4 separate regions of the Mus musculus genome follow, and regions 2, 3 and 4 are each linked to region 1. Evidence: chromatin contacts called from public ChIA-PET, HiChIP or PLAC-seq and promoter capture Hi-C data. All regions are on one chromosome and are shown on one strand. Each heading gives the region's core, a stretch centred on a gene start, on an enhancer-like site or on the middle of the called end of the contact. The rest is flanking DNA. Distances are from core to core; before and after follow the strand shown. Region 1 holds the start of Kdm3a (lysine (K)-specific demethylase 3A). Region 2 holds the start of 4933431G14Rik (RIKEN cDNA 4933431G14 gene). Region 3 has its middle 11 kb from the start of Gm38827. Region 4 has its middle 14 kb from the start of Gm1070.

Region 1 (3,493 bases), core at 373-2,872:
GTAAGGACACTATGTTATCAATGTAATGAAATCATCTAACAACCTTTTATCAGAATATATCCCTCGTATTAAATAATGTATAACTGTACAAGATGCCAATGTAGCTTTCCTTTGATTAGTCTTATAAAAATTTTACCCTAATAGTTTCAAGTTTCTTATGCTGTACTTTTCTTATGCCAAAAAAATTTTTTTAAATACTAAGTACCTCTCCATGTTTATTTATAAAATTAACCCATTTATATTTATTGTAAATATAAATGGACTTATTCCTGTCATTTTATTTTTAACCATAATTTCTTCTTCTTCCTTTTGTTTTTCTTGTTTCCATTTCTGCCTTTTGATGAAGTGGATAGGTTCCTTCATTCCATTTCCCACCTCTTAATGGTTTGAATATAATAAATCCAATTCAGTTTAATTCAACTTCAGCATTATTTAATCTTTAACATTCTGTTGTCATACATTCAAACCAAATATTTTTCAAAATAAACATCTGGTACTAATTTGCATTGTATAGCATTCCCTTATACATTTTGAATTTTTTCTGAATTCTCATTTTCACACTATTAAAACTAAATTTCCATTCATTTTATAATAAAGATTAAGTGTGATGTTAGATTAAGCACCAGGCTTCATAAAGAAGTCTTCAGTTATTCATTTCATTTTTTGATTCAACCAAGAATCCTCTGGTCCAAACCATAAAACCATCTTTTCTCTCCTTTGTCTTTCAAAGTCACCTCTTTCATTATCACTTTTATCATCAACTCCATCTACTTTCTCAATTTCTTTGTTGTTTCAAAAATCTTATATCCACTTTACATTTTCTTTTTAAAAAACCTACATCCCACATAGTTTTGAATAGATGGTTTGCCTCTAGATTTAATGAACATCGTTTTCCAGCAACTCAATGCCTTTCTTCATTTATCCTTCAAAATGGCGGACCTAGACAGTCATGATCAGTACCACGTGCGCCTGCGCCTCCAGCGGCCATTTCACCCATCAGCCCAAGCTCCAAGAGTCCGCCCCTTCTGGCGCGTGCGCAGGAGCCCCCAGAGCCTAGTCGCTCCTCCCCCTCTAACTGCGTACGCCTGAAACCGCACGTCCCAGTGCTGTCCCTCCCCCGCAGGCTGTGCACCGCCCCCGCCCCTTTCCCGTGAGATTCTTCCGCCTGGTGGAAGGTCGGTCTTCGCTCGACAGCCTACGCGCTTCAAGTGCAATCCAATAGGCGCTCATGATCCTGGGTCTCCCCATTCAGTCTTATCTGTGAGCCTGTGCGATTTTCTTTCTGGCCTCAAAGTCGATAACCGATTCGGCGGGACTTTTTTGCATAGCGCGAGGCAACAAATGGAAGAATGGAGCTGCGGCGGAGGGATCTACCGACCGCGTTCTGCGCGCTTTAATGGGGGATCGGCTTCGAGTCGTTGCTGAGAGCGGGGGGAAGGGAGGAGGCAGCCAAGGAATTGTTTTTTTTCCTCACCCCGCCCTCTTCAGCATAACCAATAGGAACGTAGAATTTCCTAGGCTGCCCCGCCTATCCCCCGCGACTCAACCAATCATCGGTGGCAGCGGCTCCGAGGGGGCGGGTCCGGGAGGCTGTGCGTGTCTTGTGAGAGAGAGCTCTTGAACCAAGTCAGAGCTAGAGTCGGCTGGGCGGCTGGGCTCTGTTGCCGCCGTCGTGGGTGACTCAGGGAGGCGGGAGGCGGGGTAAGCGCTCCGCGGGCCTCGGCTGCGGGAGACAGAGGGAGAAGGGTGAAGGACCCGCGCGGGCGGTCGCCGCGTCTTCTCGGTTCAAGGCTCAGGACGGGCGGGGGTGCGCCCGAGTCGGCGGCCCGGAAGCGGGGGGCGGGGGCGCGGCAAGTGTCGAGTCGCGAGCGAGTCCACGGCGGCTCCGAGGCCGCTCGGGGCGGGGATCGGTCGCTGAGACGGGCCCTAGGCACTAAGAGGGAGCCTTTTCTTTAACAGGGCGAGGGGACGAACACTTAGGCAAAAGCACTGGCGCCGCGGCTCAGTCCTCCCTTCTCTCTCTCAGTGTCCAGCTTTGAAAGGTTTGGAAAAAGCGAAAGTTGTTGGGGCGAGAGGGTCACGCGGCACTCGGGGGGGTGTTTGCGGGGGGGAGTGCTGGGGGGTTGGGGAGGCGCGGGTGGCAGCTTGGGGCGCGGAGTCCACCTGCGGGGGTGTCACTCCACCGGTCCCTGTCGGCGCTTCGTCTCTTCGGGCCGCCTCCGACCTCGGCCGCCCCCCATCGCATTTTGTTTTTGTGCCTTCTGCAGGGAGGAGCCCTTCCTGCTGGCGTGGAAACCATGGTGCTCACGCTCGGAGAAAGTTGGCCAGTATTGGTGGGGAAGCGATTCCTCAGTCTGTCCGCAGCCGAAGGCAACGAAGGCGGCCAGGACAACTGGGACTTGGAGCGCGTTGCCGAGTGGCCCTGGCTGTCGGGGACCATTCGAGCTGTTTCCCACACCGACGTTACTAAGAAAGACTTGAAGGTAAAAAACAAAAAGACTAAAACAAAATACAAAATCCCTAAACAAACAAACAAAACCGTCTTCTGGGGGCTGGGCAGTCAGACGGTTTTCAGTTACCTTGGTAACGGGACAGTTGAGCGCCCCTCCCTCCCTTTTCTGAAATGGGCCACTAGAAAGTTGGCAGGTGATCAGAAGGTACAGAACTCTAGACCGTGAAAGTCTTTGAAATGGGGTGTAGTGTCAAGGTGTGTTTGACCTAGAGCTCCAGTGGCCTGAGATTAATAATGGGTTTAGGATTGTTCAGACATGCTTCATTAATGCAGGCGCTGGGTCCCCTGGGACAGTCTGATTATGCCCCCAACGGGAGGCGTATTGTTTATTAGTAATAGGTTAAAGAAGTGGATGACAATTAGAATCATTGAAGGCTAGCTTGAAAGTGCTTTCAAAAAAGATGATTTCAGATGATGGTGTTCCTCTTTATTTCTTCATTCAACTTTTTAAACTTTACAACTTGGAAGTGAAGTGTGAATGTAAGGGAAGGAGCTTAGTTGTGTTTATCTATTTAGTTTTGTTTGGCTTGTTCTGGTGGTGGGTATTTGCTGAGGTATGGTTAGTGAGGCAGGAGTAGGTCCCCGGTTGTTAATGAGGATGGGTTGGTGTGGCTACAGCCATATATGGAAGCCTTGGGTGGAGCTGTCCCGTATAGGGTGTTTGAAAGGAAGGGGAGAAATGGAACTTGCATGACCAGTTAACACATTCTGGAACCTTTTTCACTTAGATCTTTTGAAAGGAATGAATCCTACTCTGTGATACAAATATTGGTGTGAAAAAATAGTAGGGAAATAACCAGTGAGGAAGCCATTGTGCCCACAAAGACTCCTTGTGCAAAAATCAGCTGAAAAAAGATTCCTAACAAAGGCTCCATAGTGATAATAACTTCCAGGAAGCTTGTCAGGACAGACTATTTCTACCCTGAGTAATGGACATGCCTCGGAATCTTCTGTGTTTTTGCCCTTTTCTTGAAAACTACT
Region 2 (3,493 bases), core at 720-3,219, 490 kb before region 1:
AAAGAACTAGACTATTGGTTTATGTGAAGTTTCTGTACCTTATGATTTATAACTTTATTGGGTATGGCGTGAAATTTCTGAAAAACAATTCATTTAAAACTTGTATCACAGGATTGATAGTTAAAACTCTACGCATAGGTAACCTAAAGGGACCATGTGGCATGATGTCATTTCGTGATATAGCAACATGTGGTTTGCCACCATCTTAGCTGCTGTTCCGCATCGGGAAGGAGGCAGCCTCTTGGCTGGCAGCCATCTTTGTTAGGGATGCAGCGGGTGAATGTCATGTGACTTCACCACCACCAATGTTGATTAAAGGTGAGCGCATGGTATAAAATCAAGGAGGCAACAGGGTCTCAGATTTTGGACTACGGTGGATTTTTATATAATGATTTCTGTCCTGAAAACAAAGTCATAAAAACAAGGTTTATGAAAGACAGGATTTAAAAACAATGTTTGTTTAATATGGTCTTAACGCTTTATCTCCATGCATTTATATACAAGAACATACCTTGTGGAACAGCCAATCTTTGTGATATAAGAGTCACCTGGGTGGTACTGGTTTTAAAGGCATGAAGTAGCCATGGAGAATAGCTGAGGCTTGGCACTGTGTGGCAGGGCTGGTGCCGTATGACAGCCCCCAGAAACAGCAGCTGCTATGAAATGGAGCCAGCTGGCACCTGGAAGGCAGGCTGGGTATAATGCTGAGGACAGGGCCACAGAGGTGACCCAGGCCCCACTGGGAATCCCAGAGGACGGTGAGTGAATCCCAGGTACTGAGCACTGAGTTGTCGGTACTGTTGGAGCTCGGCTTTGTCTTGTTCAGATTATGGTTTTGCTCTGGGTTTTTCCCCCTCTTCAAATAAAAAAAGGTACTTTGTTATTATTATTATTATTATTTACTGTTATAGGAGCACACAATTGAGAGATTTTAAAGCTTCTTTAAGAGAAAATTTTGGAGTTTTACAGATATTTTAAAATTAGAAAAGTGGATATTTTTAAAAGAACAGCTTTTAAAATATTTAAATGTATAAGGCTATGGGATACTTTAAATTTATAGAATGTTTTATATTATTAATATCTGGCCTTAAAAAATAGATAAGAGGCTAAAAAATTAGGGCCACAGCTATGAGCACCAAACGCTAAACACCAAAACCTTAAGTATTCCTCTCTTTTGGAGCAACAAGACAACGACCTGAAGAATCTGACTAAGAACTGGATGGATGTCTCTCCTTACCTAAGGCCGGCTCAGGCTGGAAGAGGCTGGCTTGGGAATGTATGTCTCCCTTCCTCGTCTTGGCTAACTTCGTTAGGCTTTAGCTATTGTGATAATCTGAGTAATATAAGAAACTAATATTCTATAGTGGTACACTGTAAAAGGCTCAGCAAAGTTCCCAGTATCTATGTGGACTGTGTTTATGAGTTACAGTTTTATTTTGATACCAAAGAGCTTCAGTTCCTTCAGAAATGATTGTTTTTTTTTAATTCAAACTTCACAAAAATAAAGCTGTAAAATCCTAGTCTTATAAAAGCTGCTAAGCCATAGTTAAGACATGCAAGTTAACAGTCACAGAGTAAATGATCAAATTCCATAATGTGTTCAGAACCTCACTTGTAGTCATGCTGAGTGCTAATATCATTAATTATAGAAATAAGCTTTATTTACTTTTTTTTTTGTTTTTTGGTTTTTTGGTTTTTTGAGACAGGTTTCTCTGTATAGCCCTGGCTGTCCTGGAACTCAGAAATCTGCCTGCCTCTGTCTCCCGAGTGCCGGGATTAAAGGCGGCACCCCCTGGCTATTTACTTTTCAAGGTTAAGCCTAAAGCAAGTAACTAAAAGCAAGCAAAGTTTATTACTTTGTATATACTTAATAGATATTGGTCCTTAAGACTTTCTAAAGGTCTGCTGAATTTGGAATTTAGAATGTTTAATGTAAAAGAGCTTACCATGACAGAGACCCCAGCTCCTAGTAGTAGAAGCCAGATGAAGGCTTCTAAACATGACACCTTCATCTGGATTCTGGTAACCTTAACCACTGGGCATAACTGCCTCATGCCTCGTCTGCCATCAAACCCGGCCACTGTTGAGTTGATTGCTGTACTCTTGCCTGGTCAAAGTAAGGTCAGTTGGGAACAGAACTCAAGTCCATTGAAAGAACCACAGGGTAAGGTCAGTCCCCACAAAGTTCCTCACCTGTCCTCCACATAAAATTCTCTCAGATCTTCTGGGCCTGGTGACTGAAGACCAATGCTGGCCTGAGACCTCCACCTCCCCCCAAGCCATCGTAGCCACAGAGCCTAGGGTGATCATCTCGATAATGAGTAAGTCTCTGTCATTTTAATCAGAACATAAGCCATTTGGATACTTTCTGCTACAATGTATCCTTCTCGGATCTCTGCTGGCATTGATGGCTAGGCTAACTGTAGCTCTGTCAGTTTAACGGCAGCAGGCAACGGGCTCCTCCCTGCAAGGCTGCAGCTGCCTAGATAGTTCACATCATATGTAAAAACTAGGCCTTGCTGTTTCTAAAGCTACTAAGTCTCCAGTTGAGAAAGGTAGATGGGGTTTCCTTGCCAACAGGCTTCATATTAAAGGACAAACAGGTTTCTGATGTAGCTATTTACTGTTCTTTTACTCAAAGCACTTGCTTTGCAATGGCTGCTCTCAGCAAAAACCATTTGTGCCTCTAGTAAATGACTAGATGGATAAACGGTTTAAAGTCTATGTAAGTTCTGAGGGTCTAAGATAGTGTTCTAAGGTGCAGAGAGGTCTGAGAACGTGAAGGCTTAAGTTCAGAGGATCTAAGAAAGTGACTTATGGCGTTCGTTGTAAAGGTTTAAGAGAATGATTTAAGGTATATGAAAAATGGGAGTTTCATATTTCTTTACCTCTCTGTTCTTGTTATACTAAGATTTCAAAAGTTCAGAGTTTTAACACTGATCAGTGGAATTCTGACAGATGGTAGAGCACTGATTGTTATTATAGTCACAAGGAAAAGAGTTTAAATTTTATTTGGTTGTCTTCTAAGTATAGACTTAACGGTGCTTCTCACTGGCTAAAATTGTCTCTGTCAAATCTATATGTCCATCCCACTGGACAGAGGAGAAATAAATGTTCATCTTTTTTAACCTGAAGCCATAGCTTTTGCTGATTCAAAGGTGGGATTCTACTCCAGCTGTCTTACAGACACCTGCTTGCTGCTTTTCCCACAATGTAGATCACTACAGATTACACACAGTGACAATGCTTATATATCTAAAACTTTTCTCTCTTTAAGTAGACTAAAAAATCCTGTAAGCTCAGGGAGTCTGAGTCCTAAGACTTGAATCCACCTCCCACAGGTCAAAAGGACTCCAGATAAGAACCACCTAAGTCCCCACACCTATCCCTGAGGACGAGGTCTCTCTCTCTCCTTCTCTCCCTCTCTCCCTGCTTCCCCTATCTCTGTCTTGAGACTCTCTCCTTCCCAATTACCAGGACTATAGGCCTAAAA
Region 3 (3,493 bases), core at 544-3,043, 470 kb after region 1:
TCTGGTCAGTGACTCCACTTTGTCTTTTTCGTCTTGACATAACCAGAACAAGATCAAAACTAACACTGAAAGACTCCGAGAGGAGCCCCTCGCTCAGGCCTCAGGACAATAGCGGACACCCAAGAACTCACGACAGACCGAGCTTGTTGCAAACCACATGAGGCTTTATTCGGGGAAAGCCAGAGCTCTGGGGACGACTCATATCCCACGCAGGGGCAGAGGAGTCGACCTCGAGAGAAAAGAGTTCCCAGTTTTTATAGGCCCTCAGGGGGGAAAGGAGAAGGGGGAGATTAGGGGATTTCCAGATCTAAACAATGTCTATTCTCAAGAAATGGGTATGGGAGGGGTACAAGGAAAGAGTCTAATGAAGGTGCAGCAATGGGCACACACCTGGTCAGAACATTGGCAGACACACAGGTTCAAGGAGTGGCCAGAGCATTGTGCACCTCTATTTTTCTAAATCAGTGAAGCTAGTTCTGCTAACACTGACGTCTATCTTGCCAATTTCAGGGCTTCTGTGTCCTTTTACATTCTGCGAGGATCTTTCAACACCTTGCATTGAATTAGCCACATTCAGAATCAAGATTTCTTAAGCAGGAGGCTTCCTTTCCTCACAGGCCTGCCTTGGCTGTAACTGGTTAAAAAGACATCAGCTTTGGGCAGGCCTTCCATACTTGGGCCCCTCTTGTTTTCACCTGAAGTCTTTCCTTTGTCAGCCTCTTTTGCTTTCTTTGCTGACTTCTGCCAAAACATCTCACAGCCATGGTCACACTGGCCATTCCAGACCATCATACTGGTGTCCTCGCCGTCAGCTTTCCCTGTAAAAGGAATGGGGGAGATGGCCTGATAATAAGAAATAAGAGCCGGGCGGTGGTGGCGCACGCCTTTAATCCCAGCACTTGGGAGGCAGAGGCAGGAAGATTTCTGAGTTCGAGGCCAGCCTGTTCTACAAAGTGAGTTCCAGGACAGCTTGGGCTACACAGAGAAACCCTGTCTTGAAACAAACAAACAAACAAAAACAACAAAAACACCCCAGAAAGAAAGAAAGAAAGAAAGAAAGAAAGAAAGAAAGAAAGAAAGAAAGAAAGAAAGAAAGAAAGAAAGAAAGAAAGGAAGGAAGGAAGGAAGGAAGGAAGGAAGGAAGAAAGAAAGGAAGAAAGAAAGAAGGAAAAAGAACACTTGGAACTGAGACCCCAGCAACATTTCTTATGTCATGCTAATGTCAGCAGGATGTGTGTCAGGGGGGAGAGTCCAACCTACCCTGTGATTCTAACATAGTCCAACATTTTATAAACTTCAGACTGTCACTGCTTACATTCTATTTAACAACTCAAACCAGGGTATTGGGCAAAAGCACTTTTAAAAGTTAAGAGAAATTTAAGTACAGCTTAATGTGTGTGCTCTTGGAATGAGGCTAAGAGACATAGTTGGTATAGGTTGTTCTTGAGAGGCTGCTCTGTGCACACGAAGCAGTTGCTTCAGGCAAGCGGGGGTAGGGCGGAAGGCTAATACCTCCCCTTGGGCTTATATTCTCTGACTCTGTTTATCCAGATCCCAAACCTAGGTCCTCTTTCTAGAAGCTTTCAGCATGTGATAAGTTGGGGATCTCTACAATAAAAGTATCATTATTTCGATAGTGAGAGCAGGCCATGCACCTCGCCCTGGCATCCAGGTAGAGCTGACCTTGTTGGTGGAGGCATCTGGAAGCTTTTCCTCATGGCCGGAGTGAAGAAGAGGCAGTCTACCCCTTACCAGCTGCCCCAGGCAGGAAAGCTGGCCTCAGGCAGGAAAGCTGGCCCCGCCCCTTGCCTCAGCAAAGAGGAGGAGGTGGCCCTAGTGGCCCAGGCTCAGGAAAACAGGACTGCTGACCAACTCAGCTACCACCCAGGCCCAGATCAGTGCTTTGAGTTGGCCCACACCAACATCTACACCGTCTGCAGTGATCTGAATATGCTTGGCTCTGGGAAGTGTCACTCTTAGGAGATGTGGCCTTGTTGGAATAGGTGAAGTGTGTCACTGTGTAGGCGGGCTTTGAGGGCTCCTAGTGCTCAAGCTCCGCCCAGTGGAGAAAGAGAGCTATAGTTGGTAAACTGTTAAACCTCACTGTGCTCTCAGGAGGTACACGCACGGCTCTGCACCTGCTCAAGAGCTCTGGATTTGAGACTGAAAAGACACACACACACACACACACACACACCCTTTATATTTAATAAGCCTTAACTTGCTCAGTGGTTGGGCACTTCCAAACCTCCCCACAGCTAGCACACACTCCTCTCTAATATTCCTGAGTTAACATTTTCTGAACCTATATTTTATCTTTGCTGCCCTGTTTCCTTCTGGGCTGCCCTCCTATGGGACCGCTTTCCCTTTGCACCTACACTTCCGTCCTCTTACCCTTCTGCTCCTTCGTGGCATGGCCCTTCCTTTGCCCCTCTCATGGAGGAATCCCTTCTTCTCTCCTGGGTGTTTCTTCCCTGGAAACCTTAAAAATCCTGCCTCTGTCCCTCTGCCCAGCCATTGGCCTCTGGATATTTATTGTTCAATCAAAAACCAATTGAGGACAGGGACCCTCAGCGTCTAGACATGGTTCCTGTGTGATGTTGGGAGCTTAATTAAGACAAAGCATTAGAACCAATCCCCAACAGAGAGCCTCCCCTGAGTGCTTGTAGAAGTGAGTCTTCAGATCAAGATGTAGAACTCTTGACTCCTCCAGCACCATGTCTGCCTAGATGCTGCCATGCTCCCCGACATGATGTAATGGAATAGACTGATCCTCAGAAAGCCAGCCCCAATTAAATGTTTTCCTTTGTAAAAGTTGCCTTGGTCATGGTTTCTCTTCACAGCCATGACACCCAAACTACACACCACCTATAAACTGCTCAAGTGCATGAAGGGACCGGTCATACAGATCCAAAGCCACAGGATCTCCAAGACACAGGGCAACAACAGGATATTGGAGAGTCCTGATGAGGATCCAGTATTTATACTGTAGTAGAAGCCAGAAGCCTTTAACCAGACCCCATAACTCATTGCAATGAACATTTGCAAGCAAAGCTGTTTGGGCAAAAGGGCATACTGTGTGGCACACCAGAGCTTCCACAGTGAGCTTCCTTTCCTTTGGTGGGGGAGGTCGCAGTGGCAGATGAGCAGGATCAGGGTGCATGATGTAAAGCTCACAAAGAATCAATAAAAATATGACGAAAATGACGATGATGATGGTGGTGGTGGTGGTGGTAGTGGTGGTGGTGGTGGTGGTGGTGAGACAAAGTCTTTCTACGTAGCCCTGGCTGCCCTGGAACTCTTTATGTAGACCAGGCTAGCCTCAAATTCACAAAGATCCACTTGCCTATGCCTCCCAAGTTAAAATTATTTTTGTGTATGTTGTGTATGTGTATGTGTGTGTTTATGTATGAGTATAGGTACATGAATGTCACCACGTGTGTGTGAAGGTCAGAGGACGCCCACAGATATTGATTACCACCTTCTATTTTGT
Region 4 (3,493 bases), core at 349-2,848, 330 kb after region 1:
ACACCAAAAAAGCAAATATACAGATTTTTTAAAAAAAAAATTATTTGCACCTGGGTACAGTGGCATATACCTGTGATTCAAGCTGAGACAGGGGGATCTTCTGTTCAAGGACACACAAGATCCTGTTTCAAAAACCTTTTAAATTTTATACAAGGAAATCTACATCCTTTTATCAGCTCACATCATGGTCCTAGAGTAAACCTCTTATTAAAACAAATTATTCAGCCAGACATGGTAACTTAACCTTCGATCCCAACATTCAGGAGGTTGAGACAGGGATTTTTACAAGTTTCAAGCCAGTCTGAGCTACATGGTGGGACCCGTTTCAGAAGAAAGAAGAGAGGGAGGGAGGTGGGAGGGAGGGAGGGAGAGAGAAAGAGAGAGAGAGAGAGAGAGAGAGAGAGAGAGAGAGAGAGATCTGACAAGATAGCTCAGTGGGTAGAGATGCTTGCTACTAAACTGGATTGCCTGAATCTAATCCCTGGAACCTATAAGCTAGAAGTTGTCTTCTGACCTCCACATGTGCCACATACAAACTCACACAAATAAACAGATAATGCAATAAAAATAAATAAATAAATAAATAAATAAGAGAGAAAGGAAATATTCAAATAAGATCCTCTCTCTCTCTCTCTCTCTCTCTCTGTGTGTGGTGTGTGTGTGTGTGTGTGTGTGTGTGTGTGTGTGTGTGTGTTTTAAGGGTCTTTGCCTGTTGAATATCTCGTCCACCCCCTTTCAGTCACATTGAAGCATTCTAACAATCTTGGCCAGGGCTGGATCCTAGTTGAATAGTAGAGCAAGCATATGGAAGAATACACACAGTGTGAGCAGTGCTCTCAGAGTTAAGAAGAAGGTGTTAGTTCCCGTGGAACTGGACTTGCAGACAGTTTTGAGTCACCATGTGGGTTCTAGGAAACAGACCCAGAGTCCTGGGCTGAAGCAGTAAAGAGCACCGACTGCTTCTGAGTTCAAATCCCAGCAACCACATGGTGGCTCACAACCATCCATAATGAGATCTGATGCCTTCTTCTGGAGGGTCTGAAGACAGCTACAGTGTACTTACATGTAATAAGAGAGAAATACATCTTTAAAAAAGAAAAGAGAACAGACCCAGAGTCCTCTGCAAGATGAGCCAGTGCTCTTGGCTGCTGAGCCACCTCTCCATTCTTATTCACCAAACATTTTTTGCATTTATTGTGTACATATTCCAGCACAAATCTGTCCCCTGGATGTGTTTTACATAAACTCTACCATCCAGTTTGATCTTTCCTTCTCCACACATGTGCAGGACAAGAGGGAAGGAGATATCTGTGTTGCAGGTGGTAGTGTAGAAAATGTATCTATCTGAGTTACATCATCTCCATTTATCTCCCTTTCCACACCAATGCCATCCATCTCTAGCAACATAATTTCTATCTATATAGCAAAACATCCACAGTAATAATACATATGTAATGTGTGTATGAGGTTATTTCTCACAGTTCGAAATACTCTGAGCGGTTGATCTAAAATCAACTCATGTTCTGAAAGACTTTGTGCTGTGCTATATGCCTTCATCTCTGCTTTGCCGTCGGTCTTAGCTCTTTGCTCTAACCTAGCAAGGAGAGAGGATGTTAGCCGCTAACCACCATCCACACCCTTGTTTGAGCAGCAGCTGTATCGTGCCCTGTGCCTGTTTGTGAGACAGAAACCTGCACCTGCTCTGGACATTGGCTCACTGTGTAGCATTCTGTGTTCTACCCCATGCGTGGCAGCACGTGTGGTTATGGGGCACGTGTTCTGCTATTCCAGGCCCCATACATTCCAGGCAGTGCCATTCCTGTCTACAGGGAGTATACAGTCTTTGTGGGATAGACAAATAATAAAAAGGCACTAAGAAAAATTGGACAATTTGTACAGCGTTACAATAATTTGAAGGTTTTAGTGGAGTACTGGGGAGGTGGCTCAGTCTTTAAAACACTTGCCTCATGCATGTGTGGACCAGAGTTCAGATCCTCTGACTGTGTATAATGCCTAGTGGGTGTGACTGTTCACCTTCAATGCCAGAATAGTCATGGAGACATGGGATCTGATCTCATTGGAGAGTAATCTGGCTAGCAAGACTAGCTACATCAGTGAGCTCTGGGTTTGATTGAGACTCCCTGTCTCAATGAATAATGTGAATGAATAATCCAAGATGACTCCTGATATTAGCCTCAGACTTCCACATGCATATGCCTCAATCTGTGCCCAAACACATGGATGTGTGTGCAGACACACACACATGTATACACACAAACATACATACATACATACACACATACATACACACACACAATGGGAAAAGAAAAATAATAAATTAAGATTCGTTTTTCCTTTGAGACCATCTCATGCATCCTAGGCTGTCCTTCAACTGACTACATGTCTGCGGGTGACTTTGAACTCATGATCCTCCTGCCTGTTCCTCCCAAGTGCTGGGATTACAGACATGCATCACTATGCCTGCACTAGTCTAAAGATCTTAGCTGGTTTCTTTTCTATTCTAGAATAGGGCAAGAGTACAGTTCATAAAACAGAATCAGTCTTCCTAAGAGCTGAGCTAAGGAGACCAGCTTTCTAGACAGAGAAGGACCAAAGCAATCAGAAACAAAAGCAAGTCTGGACCAGGCTGTTTCAAAGGCTCTACCTTCTAAGGTGGGGACAGAACAATGGAAAATTAGCTGATTGGTAAATATTTGATCATTTCAGTTTTTCAAATGATTAAGTGATGCAAGAATCATCATTACCATGAATGAATAACCCACCAAAAGGATCTGACAGTTACCTCTCATTTCTTTGGCTTCTCTCTCTCTCTCTCTCTCTCTCTCTCTCTCTCTCTCTCTCTCTCTCGGTTTATTTATTTATTTAATGCATATGAGTACACTGTAGTTGTCTTCAGACACACCACAAGAGGGCATCGAATTCTATAACAAGTGGTTGTGAGCCACCATGTGGTTGTTGGGAACTGAACTCAGGACCTCTGGAAGAACAGTTGATGCTCTTAACCACTGAGCCATCTCTCCAGCCCCTCTTTGGCTTCTTGAAAGGTCAAATATATAGCTTAGGGTTGGTTTGATGACATGGGACTTTAGCGTGTGACTTCCTTTGATGTTTTCTTTGTGTGTCTATGTGTATGCATGTGTTCCTGTAGTGCATGCATGTGTATAAGTACACATATGGGCCAGAGGCTAACATTGGGTATTGTCAATCAACTTCCATCTTACCTTTTGAGACAGCATCTCTCCCAGAACCTGGCGTCTTCAGATTTGTCTAGATGGGCAAGTCAGTGAGCCCCAAGTATTTCCCCACTTCCCCAGTGTTCCCATTACAGGCATGAGTCTGCACTCGGTTTTTATATCAGGGCTGGAATCTGAACTCAGGTCCTCAGACTTGTGTGGCAGCAACTTTACTGACAGTACCATTTTCCCATATGCCCCCTTCTGACTTTTAATCTGATGCACTGGCACACAGTATA

What was found. Promoter capture Hi-C pulls out the DNA fragments that hold promoters and counts their contacts. ChIA-PET counts read pairs in DNA pulled down with a chosen protein or histone mark. HiChIP or PLAC-seq counts read pairs in DNA pulled down with a chosen protein or histone mark.
Region 2: a contact with region 1 is called in a promoter capture Hi-C map of neutrophils, with 4 times the contacts expected there. The contact joins the promoter of 4933431G14Rik here to the promoter of Kdm3a in region 1. A contact is called at or near these places in 4 of 39 promoter capture datasets (cranial neural crest, hippocampal neurons, neutrophils and 1 more) and 1 of 9 other capture datasets (pancreatic islet).
Region 3: a contact with region 1 is called in an H3K27ac HiChIP or PLAC-seq map of T-cell acute lymphoblastic leukemia, with 4 times the contacts expected there. The contact joins the enhancer-like site here to the promoter of Kdm3a in region 1. A contact is called at or near these places in 2 of 39 promoter capture datasets (embryonic stem cells and hippocampal neurons), 4 of 484 Hi-C or Micro-C datasets (CD8 T cells, cerebral cortex and liver), 15 of 115 datasets of contacts at active chromatin or transcription factors (the 230-238 cell line, the SCID.adh cell line, T-cell acute lymphoblastic leukemia and 9 more) and 1 of 9 other capture datasets (embryonic stem cells).
Region 4: a contact with region 1 is called in an RNA polymerase II ChIA-PET map of memory CD8 T cells, with 36 read pairs. The contact joins the enhancer-like site here to the promoter of Kdm3a in region 1. A contact is called at or near these places in 5 of 39 promoter capture datasets (cranial neural crest, embryonic stem cells, hippocampal neurons and 1 more), 1 of 484 Hi-C or Micro-C datasets (the N1E-115 cell line), 13 of 115 datasets of contacts at active chromatin or transcription factors (the 230-238 cell line, CD8 T cells, T-cell acute lymphoblastic leukemia and 5 more) and 1 of 9 other capture datasets (macrophages).

Annotation. Positions count from the first base shown.
Region 1 is chr6:71,631,046-71,634,538 of GRCm38.p6, reverse strand. It overlaps Kdm3a (lysine (K)-specific demethylase 3A), which reads left to right and starts at 1,622. Exons shown (of 27, transcript NM_001038695.3): 1 at 1,622-1,701; 2 at 1,960-2,042; 3 at 2,268-2,483. The coding sequence starts at 2,298.
Region 2 is chr6:72,121,673-72,125,165 of GRCm38.p6, reverse strand. 4933431G14Rik (RIKEN cDNA 4933431G14 gene) reads left to right here and starts at 1,969. Exons shown (of 3, transcript NR_045165.1): 1 at 1,969-2,121; 2 at 2,220-2,321. The region is part of intron 1 of St3gal5 (ST3 beta-galactoside alpha-2,3-sialyltransferase 5); the gene reads right to left.
Region 3 is chr6:71,163,036-71,166,528 of GRCm38.p6, reverse strand. No RefSeq gene overlaps it. Among named protein-coding and RNA genes, the nearest start is that of Gm38827, 11 kb to the right of the region's middle. Within about 2 kb of position 1,793, at least 18 of the 459 cell types and tissues checked have an H3K27ac peak or open chromatin away from gene starts, as enhancers often do. A contact at or near this core is called in the SCID.adh cell line and T-cell acute lymphoblastic leukemia, where this site is marked.
Region 4 is chr6:71,305,881-71,309,373 of GRCm38.p6, reverse strand. No RefSeq gene overlaps it. Among named protein-coding and RNA genes, the nearest start is that of Gm1070, 14 kb to the right of the region's middle. Within about 2 kb of position 1,598, at least 20 of the 459 cell types and tissues checked have an H3K27ac peak or open chromatin away from gene starts, as enhancers often do. A contact at or near this core is called in CD8 T cells and memory CD8 T cells, where this site is marked.